Linked DNA regions of Anser cygnoides: region 1 is linked to region 2. Evidence: chromatin contacts called from public Hi-C data. All regions are on one chromosome and are shown on one strand. Each heading gives the region's core, a stretch centred on a gene start, on an enhancer-like site or on the middle of the called end of the contact. The rest is flanking DNA. Distances are from core to core; before and after follow the strand shown.

What was found. A called contact is a pair of places that touch in the nucleus more often than the background predicts.
Region 1: a Hi-C map of liver shows a contact between it and region 2, with 2.6 times the contacts expected there. The contact joins the promoter of IFNAR2 here to the promoter of PAXBP1 in region 2. A contact is called at or near these places in 4 of 7 Hi-C or Micro-C datasets (granulosa cells and liver).

The regions. Positions count from the first base shown.
Region 1 is chr1:113,256,744-113,262,229 of Taihu_goose_T2T_genome, forward strand. IFNAR2 (interferon alpha and beta receptor subunit 2) reads left to right here and starts at 4,159. Exons shown (of 10, transcript XM_048071406.2): 1 at 4,159-4,314; 2 at 4,905-5,064.
Region 2 is chr1:113,088,596-113,093,820 of Taihu_goose_T2T_genome, forward strand. It overlaps PAXBP1 (PAX3 and PAX7 binding protein 1), which reads right to left and starts at 3,824. Exons shown (of 18, transcript XM_066978186.1): 1 at 3,248-3,824; 2 at 1,820-1,948. The coding sequence starts at 3,821.

The DNA.
Region 1 (5,486 bases), core at 2,909-5,408, 170 kb after region 2:
ACAGATTCTGAGGTGAAAAGTATTTACTAGACAGTGGGGAATCACCAGTCCTCTTCCACATTTCCCTTGTCTAAGGAGGGAAGTACAACATAATGTTCCCACCTGTGATTCTCTACATCATAAATGATGTAGAGGTCAAATTAAATTTTGCAGATTGTGGTATGTAAAGATTCAAGCTGGCATCTGCCATTTCCCCTGAGACAATGATCAAGGTTATTTAAGGCAGCAGTTTCAAGAGTAAAGTTTTCAGGTTCTCTAAAATAACCAATATTGAGAGGGAGTTTTTGTCATTTCTGTTACAGAAGCATCTAGAAATCACTGCTGAGGATTGCAAATCATCAGTAGCCACCTTTTATATCCATATGTCCAGTAAAAGCTACCGTTACCAAAAGAGGGCTCATTACCTAAATGACTCTCAATGCAAAGCAGGCAGGATGCAGTGCAAGGCACATGAGGCAGAAAAAGCAGAACCTGCACGGCAAGGACCTATACACCACAGGTGTAAAGCTATACACCACAGGTGTAGAGGCTTAGGCAAGCAGACCTAATGGGCAATCCATTTTTTGCAGGCATGAAACAGAACTTTTCCCTGTGTAGGTGAAATGCTACAAGATAATATATCACTGTTTCACACATCTTGACACGCCTGCAGATTTTATTTATTCTATATGGCAGTAGAGTGCAGGAACTCTGATATATTCCTGCAGCCTTTATGCGTGTTAGGTTCTCATGGCTCACCCCACCAGAAATGTAGGGCGTCCTGGAGACATTCAAGACTGGAACTGGGTCTTAAGCAACCTTTGCAGAAAAAAAGATGCCTCAGTAAAAAGGAAAAGGATCTAACCAGTGTGACAAGCCTACAAAGGGGCATATTTGCCCCTTTTTTGGCCCTACGAGAGGGCCAAAATTCAGAAATTTGTCTGTATGTGACAGTCTGAGTCAAAACACAGAGGTGGTAAAAGCTGACTGAAATGAGTCATTTTCGAGGTTCTGAAGTGATGCCGGAAACCTACTCTGTCTCTCTTCTTGCACAGAAAAATCTTTCAAAACAAACAAGCACAAGTATCTTTTCCAGAGATGTGCACAGAAATCACACCTCGCTCCCACCAACACACCTGGAAAGCATGTGATGCATGTCAAAGCATTTGATCAACACGAGAAGACAGCTTAAAGATGTGTATGAACAACAACAAAAACAACAAGTTCTTATTTTAAGTGTGTTTGTCTGCCATACGCTGGAAGGTTTAATAAGGTACCTTTAAGTTCTGCTAAGGGAAGTCTCAGTCTTCCAAAGTGTTCATGAAACAGATCTGTAGAATTATATTAACATGAAATCCATGAGCATAAACAGGTGCATACCTAACTTTAGTGGAAGTACTTTCTAAGACTTCCGAAGTACTCCAATGTCTTTTCCAACACTTTTCCTAGAGAAACAGCATCACCTTCAGGCCAGAAAAATCACATTCCAATTTTGTTAGCCAGGAAAACTTAAAAACTACTTCTCAAATCTTGCATGTTTTTTGTTTATTTCTGATCCTAGATGGCAAAACATGAACATATAAAGATTTTCATTGGGCTGTACACAATTACTATTATTTTTAAAGGGGGTGGTCTCTCCTAGTTTTGGATCCCCCGAGGTTTCAGAACAATCTGCACACTTGGGCTCATAACAAAATAATAATAGCAAAAACAGAAATACAATTTAATATAAATAGATGTGTCAGGTGTAAACAACCAGGCAAAGTTATATAAAGGTGTCCTGGAAGCTGTGTAGTGGTATTCTCCCTAGCAAAACCACTAAATCAGGTTCACCAGTGCATGTTGACACTAAATACAGCAAATCAAAATCAGGTTCACATCACTTTAAACTAGTTTTCTTAATTCCCAGCATTTTTATACTCAGTGAACCCTTGCCTGCATAGAGAATCAGCCCTAACCAGGCACAGCTGGGAGTGCCACGGAGCCACTAGCAAATAGTGAACCTGGTGCACCGGATCTGCTATACAGAATTTTCAAAAAGTTTCATTGGAAATGCTTTTCAAGGGCTTTTTCAGGCTGGCATCCTTAGCAGAGGCTCAGCAGTATCCCCATGTTTTACCACTTGAACTAGATTCCAGCTATTCTGCAACATGGGGTCTTGCCTCTTAGGGCTCCTATTGCCCTAAACTGGAACAATCTTACATTCCATTTTTCCCCTAGCCACCTGCTGATACTGTGAAGAAGGCAAATTTGCTGAGTGCACCAGGGTCAACACTACTCCTCCAGGGAAAATTCTTCTCTCTTTACCCTTACAAATGTTGGAAAATAAAAATCTCCCATAACATGGTATCTTATTTGCTGGCTTTCTCATTACAAGATAGGTATGTGAGCAGGTGAATGAGTCCTTGCATCTGAAGTGTCCAAAACAAAGTGGCTGACTGCTGCATGAGGCAAAACCACCGAACTCTTTCCCCTTCTACCGTTGCTCACTTAAGCATTTTTCTCCTCACAACTTTCTCTTCACTGGAGGCAGTGTCTTGAGGATTGATTCATCCATGCTGTGCCTAGGCCAGACAGAAGATCCACTTGATGACCAAGCATTATCAGTGGGGATAATGAGGAAGGCCAGTGAGAAGGGTGAAGAACTCTCTTTAAACTATATTTATAGCTTAAAGTCTTTAAACTATGCTTATAGTTTAAAGAAGTGGAGAGACAAGGAATGATAGGAAAAAAGGAGAAGGAAATGTAAAGAGGAAAAAAAATAGTGCAGATAAATATCAGTCTTCAGCACAAAGCACTGAGAGACCAAGAGAGCCATTAAAATCATCCAATGTGCAGGAAAGAACAACAGTTTCAGAGAACTGCAAAGATGGCAGAAAATTAGAAAGAGGGTTCACTAAAAACAATGCTGAAAAAGCATTTAAGAAAAAAGGTCACAGGCAAATCATGGTGTTTTTGTGTTTTGTTGTTGTTGTTGTTGTTTTAAGAAAAAAACAGTGTGGTAGAAATAAGCGAAACAAGAACAGAATAAAAATTAAAAGTTTAAAAGATCTTTATGTTTGGCAATCCAAGAGGTGAGTGAACCACATAAAGATATTATTACGATTCAGATTATCCTTCCAATTTTTTTTCCAGATTCTGCTTCCATGTAAACATCCTGTCCTTTAAAAGCTTAGTCTGGAACTAGAATTTTTCAACTTTGAATAGCTGGGCATTGCCAAGAGCCCTACAGAAACAGAAATCAAGAAAGAAGTAATGGTGCCACATACACCACTTGCCCCATGAGACAAACGCATGCACAGACATATAGTGAATTCAGCCTTTTTTGAGATTTTATTCAAAGCTCTGCATCTCAGATCTCAGTGTTATTGCTTCATGCAGTAAAACAGGGAAGAACTGTCTTGACTAATTTTAAGCTGTCTGTGGGTTAAAGCAGTGTAGGTATCCAGCCAGAAAGCTTGTAGAAGCCTTGTAGGAGCCTGAAAGGTGGTTATGGTAAATCTCAGGTTTGCTTTGCCTAGTGTAGCTTAAAGTACAGTGTGACCCCACATCAGCCACCAAGCAACACCCCAAATTACACGTCTCCACCAGCAAAGACCCAGAGCTCAGCAGCCTGGGAGGTTTAGTTGGCGATGCTGGAGGTGTGGAGGGACATGGCTGCTAACTGGCACTGGTTTCTTACCCCTCTCAGGTAAGTACCAAGATTTTTTAGTGAATAACTTGATGAGGGCTGTATTTAATGCCACCTCGCTTCAGTTTTAGCTATCAGAAAATAGTGGTGCAGAGGACACCCCATCCACTGAGGCAAACATTTATGAAGCGCTTGGCGGCAGCAGCAGGGCTCCCCTTGTGCACTGAGGTCACGAGCGAGAAAGGGAACCAACAGGAGCCTTTGCGGCTCTCCGTGAAGGTTTACTTCACGATTTAAAAAACTGGTAATAATCAAAGAGCCGGATTAAGCGCTCATGAATAGAAACCGAAACAAGCCGAGCCCTTAAGTGCCCGGAAAGCGGTGCCTGAGGCCGCCCAGGGGAACGGGCCGGGGTGGCGGGGCGGGACACGACCCCCGGCACCGAGCCGAGCAGGGTCGAGCCGAGCCAGGCAGGACCCCCTAAGTCGGCCCCACAGCCATAACGGCCGCCACCCCCGGCCCGTTACTCCCGCCGGGGAAGGGCGTGGCCAACAGCTAGGGGGCGTGCCCAGGCGGCCGGGCCGGCGCCGCCATTTCGTGCTGCGTTCTCGCCGAGCCGGCCCGGGGGCGGCGGGGAGCCCGCGGGGATGGCGCCCGCCGCCAGGTCCGGCCGGGGGGGCGCCCGCCTCCCTCAGCGAGCGGAGGTAACGTCGCCCGCCGCCAGCCGCGTGGGCGGTGGGGCCGCTCCGTTAGGGATAAATGAGGAGGGTCCCCGGCGGCACCGCCTGGGGGTGCGCGGTAGGCAGCGCGCTGCGGGGGTGGGAAGTCGTGAAGGGAAAGGCAGGGCGGCAGGCTGAGCGAGGGGGCTGCTCGCCCGTAGCCTCCGGTTTCCTCGGCGGGAGCGGCAGGAGGGGCGCTTGAGGGCCGCATGTCCCACGCTGGGTCCTCGGGGGAGCTGTGGGGCACCCCGGGGGTGCAGCTGGTGGGCTCCTGATCGCCGGGTCCGGGTTTCTGAGGTTAAATGGCTCACATGGATTCTGTAACGAAATCAATTCCTGCATCTTGCTGCCTGTGTAGGTTTAGCACATTCCTCTGCAGGCTTCTCTGTGTGAAGCATCTCCTAGGTGTCTGTCTCTCTCAATATTCAAATGAGTAAGTTTCTATAAATAAACACGCCATCTGCCTGTTTCAAAGAACAGGGTGTGTTTTCTGCTTTATCAATGTGAAGCTGTTCTGAAATACAAACCAGTGACTTTCAAAAATTTTTTTAATTTTTTTTTTTCCTAATTGGAAGCATCCAACTCAAAACCACCTGGCCTGAACTCAAGCTAAAGACTAGCTGCAGATGAGGTGGAAGTGTGAAGCTGAGTTGTGAAAGTGCTGGAGGCTTCAGGCAGCATGCAGGAGTACCCAGCTGAGTTATCATGTTGCTAGTCTAAGAGCTGGCTGATGAGGTGAGTGGGGGCTGGACTCACAGGTATTTCCATGGCTTCTCTCCAAGGGCTGTTGAGGCTCTGAGGCGGAAGAGTAAGAAGAGCTAATGAGAGTCCTGACAGGAATGGTTTTCCCCTTAAATTTCCACTGTCATTGATAAACTTGTAGAGGACGTGTAGATTTAGATGACTGTACAAACTCAAAGAGAAACATGTTTGGTCACATTTACCTTACGTATTCTAAGGTGCCGAACTGTAGAATATGTAAGAAATATCAAAAATCAGATCCTGCAGGTGTAAGTGTTCTTTAAAATGCCTGTGAAAGTACCACTGTCTTCTGTATGACTTCTGGATGAAGCTGGTTGCCTTGTTGAAAGTAGAAAGTTGGTTTTTTTTTTTGTACTTGTGTAATTTGTAAACTTGATCTGAATGTCAGATTATTT
Region 2 (5,225 bases), core at 2,574-5,073:
CATTTGTTTAGAGAATCCAGACATCTGATTCAGTATCAGCCCCTGCACTATAACGAAGCCAACTACAGATACAAAACAAACAGAAAATAAGCACACACTAGCCATGTGCAAAATGCAAATCTTTACAGAGCCTTAGTGACAGAAGCGAGAATGAAGATCTGGCTTTCCACAGGTGACCTGAACATTAGCCACAGAAGTCATAATTTCTGTTTCTGCTCACACCCCATACCATTACACAGGCAACTTGAAGAAAAAAAGAGAAGGAAAAAAGTAGGGGGGGGCAGCTTTTTAGCTTGGCAAGTAGCGTGTGGTTTGGCTTCCACCCAAGAGATCATAGAATCATTAAGGTTGGAAAAAACCTCCAAGATCGTCTGGTCCAACCGTCCCCCAACCACTGCTATCACCCACTAAACCATGTCCCCAAGCACCATGTCCAGCCTTTCCTTGAACACCCCCAGGGCCAGTGACTCCACCACCTCCCTGGGCAACCCGCTCCAATGCCTGACTACTCTTTCTGAGAAGAAATGTCTCCTCATTTCCAACCTTAACCTCCCCCAGGCACAACTTGAGGCCCTTCCCTCTAGTCCTATCATCAGTTATCTGCAAGAAGAGGCTGACCCCCAGCTCCCCACAACTTCCTTTCAGGTAGTTGCAGAGAGCAATAAGGTCTCCCCTGGGCCTCCTCTTCTCCAGACTAAACAACCCCAGTTCCCTCAGCCTCTTCTCACAGGACTTGTGTCTCAGGCCCTTCACCGGCTTTGTAGCCCTTCTCTGGACACGTTTCAGAGCCTCAAGGACCTTCCTGTAGTGAGGGGCCCAAAGCTGAACACAGTACTCGAGGTGTGGCCTCACCAGAGCAGAGTACAGAGGGACAATGACTTCCCTGGTCCTGCTGGCTACTATGTTCCTGATACAAGCCAGGATGCTGTTGGCCTTCTTGGTCACCTGGGCACACTGCTGGCTCATGTTCAGGCAAAAAAAGAATTTGTGGGTTTTTAAAATGCAGAAAAAGTCCTTTTAAGATTTTTAAAGGACTAACTAAAAGTTAAAGAGTTTTGTGATTGGAAGAAGGGAAATTTCTCCATCGTACCACGTTCAACTCTCGTAAGTTTCAGCTCTATCAATGACGTTTTTTGATCATAAGCCCATCACTTCTAGACATGGGGCTGCAGGTTATTAGTCTACACAAACCAACCAGCAGAGGAAAAAGAATCAATACACTTTACCAATGAGCTTCCCAATAACCAACAGCAGACGTACAATGAAACTGAAATCCCAGACTCTATTCCGAGCTCTGTGTATTGTTAAAAGATCCTTCTGCTCCAACACTTTCATCCTATCATCCTGATCACCAACTCTGCTCTAAGGTCCAAACTGCGTGAAACACGCAGCTGTTGGATAATTTACTTAATAACAAAAAACACCACTCTGCTCACCCCATGATTTTCCTTCTTGAGAAGCTGCATTACAAGGATATCTTGTCAGATAAGCACCAGATGCAGGAAGAAAATAAACTAATCTGACATAAATAGAGCTGAAATACAGAAACTACTGAGGTCTAGTGACAACTGCATAAGTAGCTATCTGAGAAGCTTCATCCTTTGGCGTTCATTTCCACATGACAGAGATTCAGAGAACTCTACCAGCTTCAGACCAGCATTTGCGAGGTTCAAATGGACACAATTTAATGCATGCTCTACTTCAGTTCTAAATGCTAAATTCTCTGAAAAGACAGAGGATTCATCATGAAAACAAGCCATTTATATTTACAATTCTTAAACCTTTGCCATTACAGAGTTACTGTTAGTTTTGCAATTACCATCTGTCGGAGAATTGACCTCTGTTCTAACTTTTGATTTTTCAAGATCTTCCTTGTATTCTTTCTTCAATTGTTTTACAATCTTTTTGCTGTAACTTGATTTCTTCACTTTGAAAACTTCTTCGGTTTCTTTAAAAGAGAAGTTGGAAAACACTACGTTAGATCTGCCAAGAAGTTTACTTACTGTTAGATTTCTTAATTTTGTACCTAGAACTTAAGTGCCACTAGAACGTAATTTCACCCAACTATACAGTTGCACTGTCGTAACACAGAGTTGCACATCCTTTCACAGGTACTTTCTTCCTTGTTTTTTGGGAGGTCATTTTCAGGTACATCCTGCTCACAGAACAATCAGAGAAATGCAAGGCAGAAGTTACACAAAAGCGTACAAGATGACCTGCATTTATCTGACTGTATTAATCTTTGGTTTTGTTTTTTATTAGTTTTTAAACAACTGATCCTTGACTGTGACCACAAATTTGGAAGAAAACAAGAAATCCCAACATTTTGGGTTATCACTCTTTTCATAGCCTCACACACACGCGTGCCAGTATGACTAATGGGCAAGGGAACAACTGTGTTTTGTTGTTCTACCAGTTTAAAGGCCTGCAGAACTACAACCTACCACAAGGTATGCAGTAAGTTGAAGAACTAAATTGCATCAAAAAAACCCACACCACAGATTAACGTGGGAAATCCAGAGTTTTCAGAATTTCTAGCAGGATTTCTGTCACAGTCTTACAACCCAAGTTCCAGTGATCACTGGAAATTCCTTCAAAGAGGACTCAAAACGCATACTAACCGTCCCGCTGACAAAAGGTATCACAAGAACGCTCCTATTAATCCCATCCAGAACTTCTGGGATGCAATAAACTCAGGAGTTTGAGGAGTACTTTTGATTATTTTTAACATGCAATAACTACTACCCATAATCAGATTATCTGAGTGAGAACAGACCAATTCATGAGCACGATACCTAGTGGAATCTAGCAGAAATATTAGCCAAAACACTGCACGAACACAGCTAAGCTATTTTGCTAAGAGCTGAAGCCCAGAAACCATTCAGCCACTTTTCTGACTATTCACGAGGGTTAACCTAACAATCCTCGTGGACTCCGAGATGAAGCAACTCTGCCACAAAACCCTCGCAGGGGGTTTGTCGGATCCAGCCTTTAACACCGGCCACACCGGGGGAAGATAAACCCGACAGGGAAGCTCAGCAAAGACACCCCTCCCTCAGCACCACAGGCGCGGGGCGGCAGGGGCCGACGAGGCCGGGCCTAGCTCCCGGTGCCTCGCACCCCCTGCTCCCCCTGCCTCACACGGGGCGCCGCAGCCCCCCGCCGGCCCCCACACCGGGCGGCACGGCCACGAAACAAAACGCGTCGGAGGCGCGGGGCCGGGGCGGGCAGCCCCCCGCCGCCTCACCCTCCTCCTCGTCCTGGAAGCTGAGCAGGCTGGCCCGCGGCACCTCCTTGCTCTCCCGCGGCCGCTTCTTCTCCTTGTGGCGCCCGGCGGCCGGCAGCCCGTTGCCCTGCTGAGGGGCCGCCGGCGGCGGCGGGGGCAGCGGGGAGGGCGGCGGGGGCACCCCCAGGCCCGCCCGGTCGGCCGCCATCAAGCCCAGCCCCAAGCCGAGGGCCGCGCCGTAGCCCGCGGCGCAGGCGAAGGCGGCGGGGCTGCCGGGCAGGGCGAGGGGCACGCAGCCGGGCGGCAGCGGCAGCAGACCGGGGCCGCCGGGACCGCCGGGACCGCCGCCGCCGCCGCCTCCTCCCCCGGCCGCCGCCGCCGCCACGGCGGAGGCCTCGGCCGGCCCTTCCCCGGCGGGTCCCGGCGGCGGCTCGTGGGGCGGCTCCTCGTCGCGCTCCTCGTCCTCCTCCTCCGAGTCGTTGCGCTTCCTCACGTTCACCCGCCGCGCCTTGCGGAACATGCCGCCGGGCGCCGAGCCCCCCGCGCCGCGCCGCCCCGCCACCGCGCCGCGGCCCAGGCCCGGCTCGCCGAGCATGATGGCGGCCGCCGCAGCGCCACGCCGCCGCAGCGCCCCCTGCCGGCCGCCCGCCGCCACCGCCGGGGCGCCCGGGCACGGAGAGCCCGCCCGCCCCGGGGGGCGGCCGCCATCTTGTGCCGGGGAGCGGCGCGGGCTGTTTGAAACTGCGGGGCGGCTCGGCGGGTCCTGTCAGGCCCCGTTGTCGCCTCCGCCGCTCCCAGCGCTTCTCCAGGCTCGCCCCGGGGCTCTACACGGCCCTGAGGGTGTCTGCTCCCTCCAGGCTGGGGAGGGAAAGTGGTCTGGTGGCCCTCCAAGTGCTAAATGGCGGTGTGTTTTGGGGCAGGGGTCTGTCAGGGCTGTGGGCACCTTCAGGAGAAGGCAGTGCAGCTGGCGGTTGACTAAAAGAAAAAGCATAGAATCATTAGGGTTGGAAAAGACCTTCAAGATCATCTGGTCCAACCATCACCCTACTACCAATGTCACCCACTAAATCATGTCCCTAAGCACCACGTCCAACCTTTCCTGATGAATGATGAATTTGGTGGCAGATGCAAACAGATCATTTGACCTTTTTAAAAACAGATCTTTCAAGTACATTTGTTGGAAACTGGAGGGGTTTCATCCTTCCCACACTATCAAGAGCATACCCAGCAACCACTCTTTGCCAAGCACTGCTGGAGTCCACACAGGATGAGATGTGACAGGCTTGGCTGCCATCCTGCAGCCTCTCCCTGCTGTGGAAAGCTTGCTTTTGTGCTGCTATCAGTCCGCACTGGCTTCCTAAAGTTACACTCAAACTACTAGTTGGAAGGAAAACTACAGCCTCTATGTCATTTTTTTTTCCTGTTATGAAAAAACTGCCTCAGTTTCCATTCATTGGGATATCCAATAATTATACATCAAGACTAAAGACTGGCACATACATACAGGTTGAACCTGATACATGGAGGACAAAAGCATTGTGTATATAAATATTAGTCACTGTAGATATATGATGAAACACCACAGGTTGTTGGTTCTTGACCTAATGCTAAGTTTTAGAGGGTGGTTGAATGCAAGTATCTTATGCTGACATTTAAAAACAGATTGACTAAATCACATAATTGTTTCTGCTGTGTGATACTTAATGTACTGCTGCAAGTAGTTCATGTGCAGACAAAAGAAACCACCAACTGAACTAATAAAGCTCGCCATGTATGCATTATATACTTTGGTTTGTATTTTGTGCTTTCCATTGCTCTGAGGAAATTCTGTAAGCCTCTGAATGGCAAAACCATATAAAATTTAGATTGGGAGAATCAGGTTTTAGTATCTGTTGGAGAAGAATGGGTGAACTGCAAAGATCAGTGCAATATTGGTGCTGTAAATTTCTGCTGGTCATGTAAGTGAGAGGATGTTTTTTTCCTGATTCCAGGAAAATCT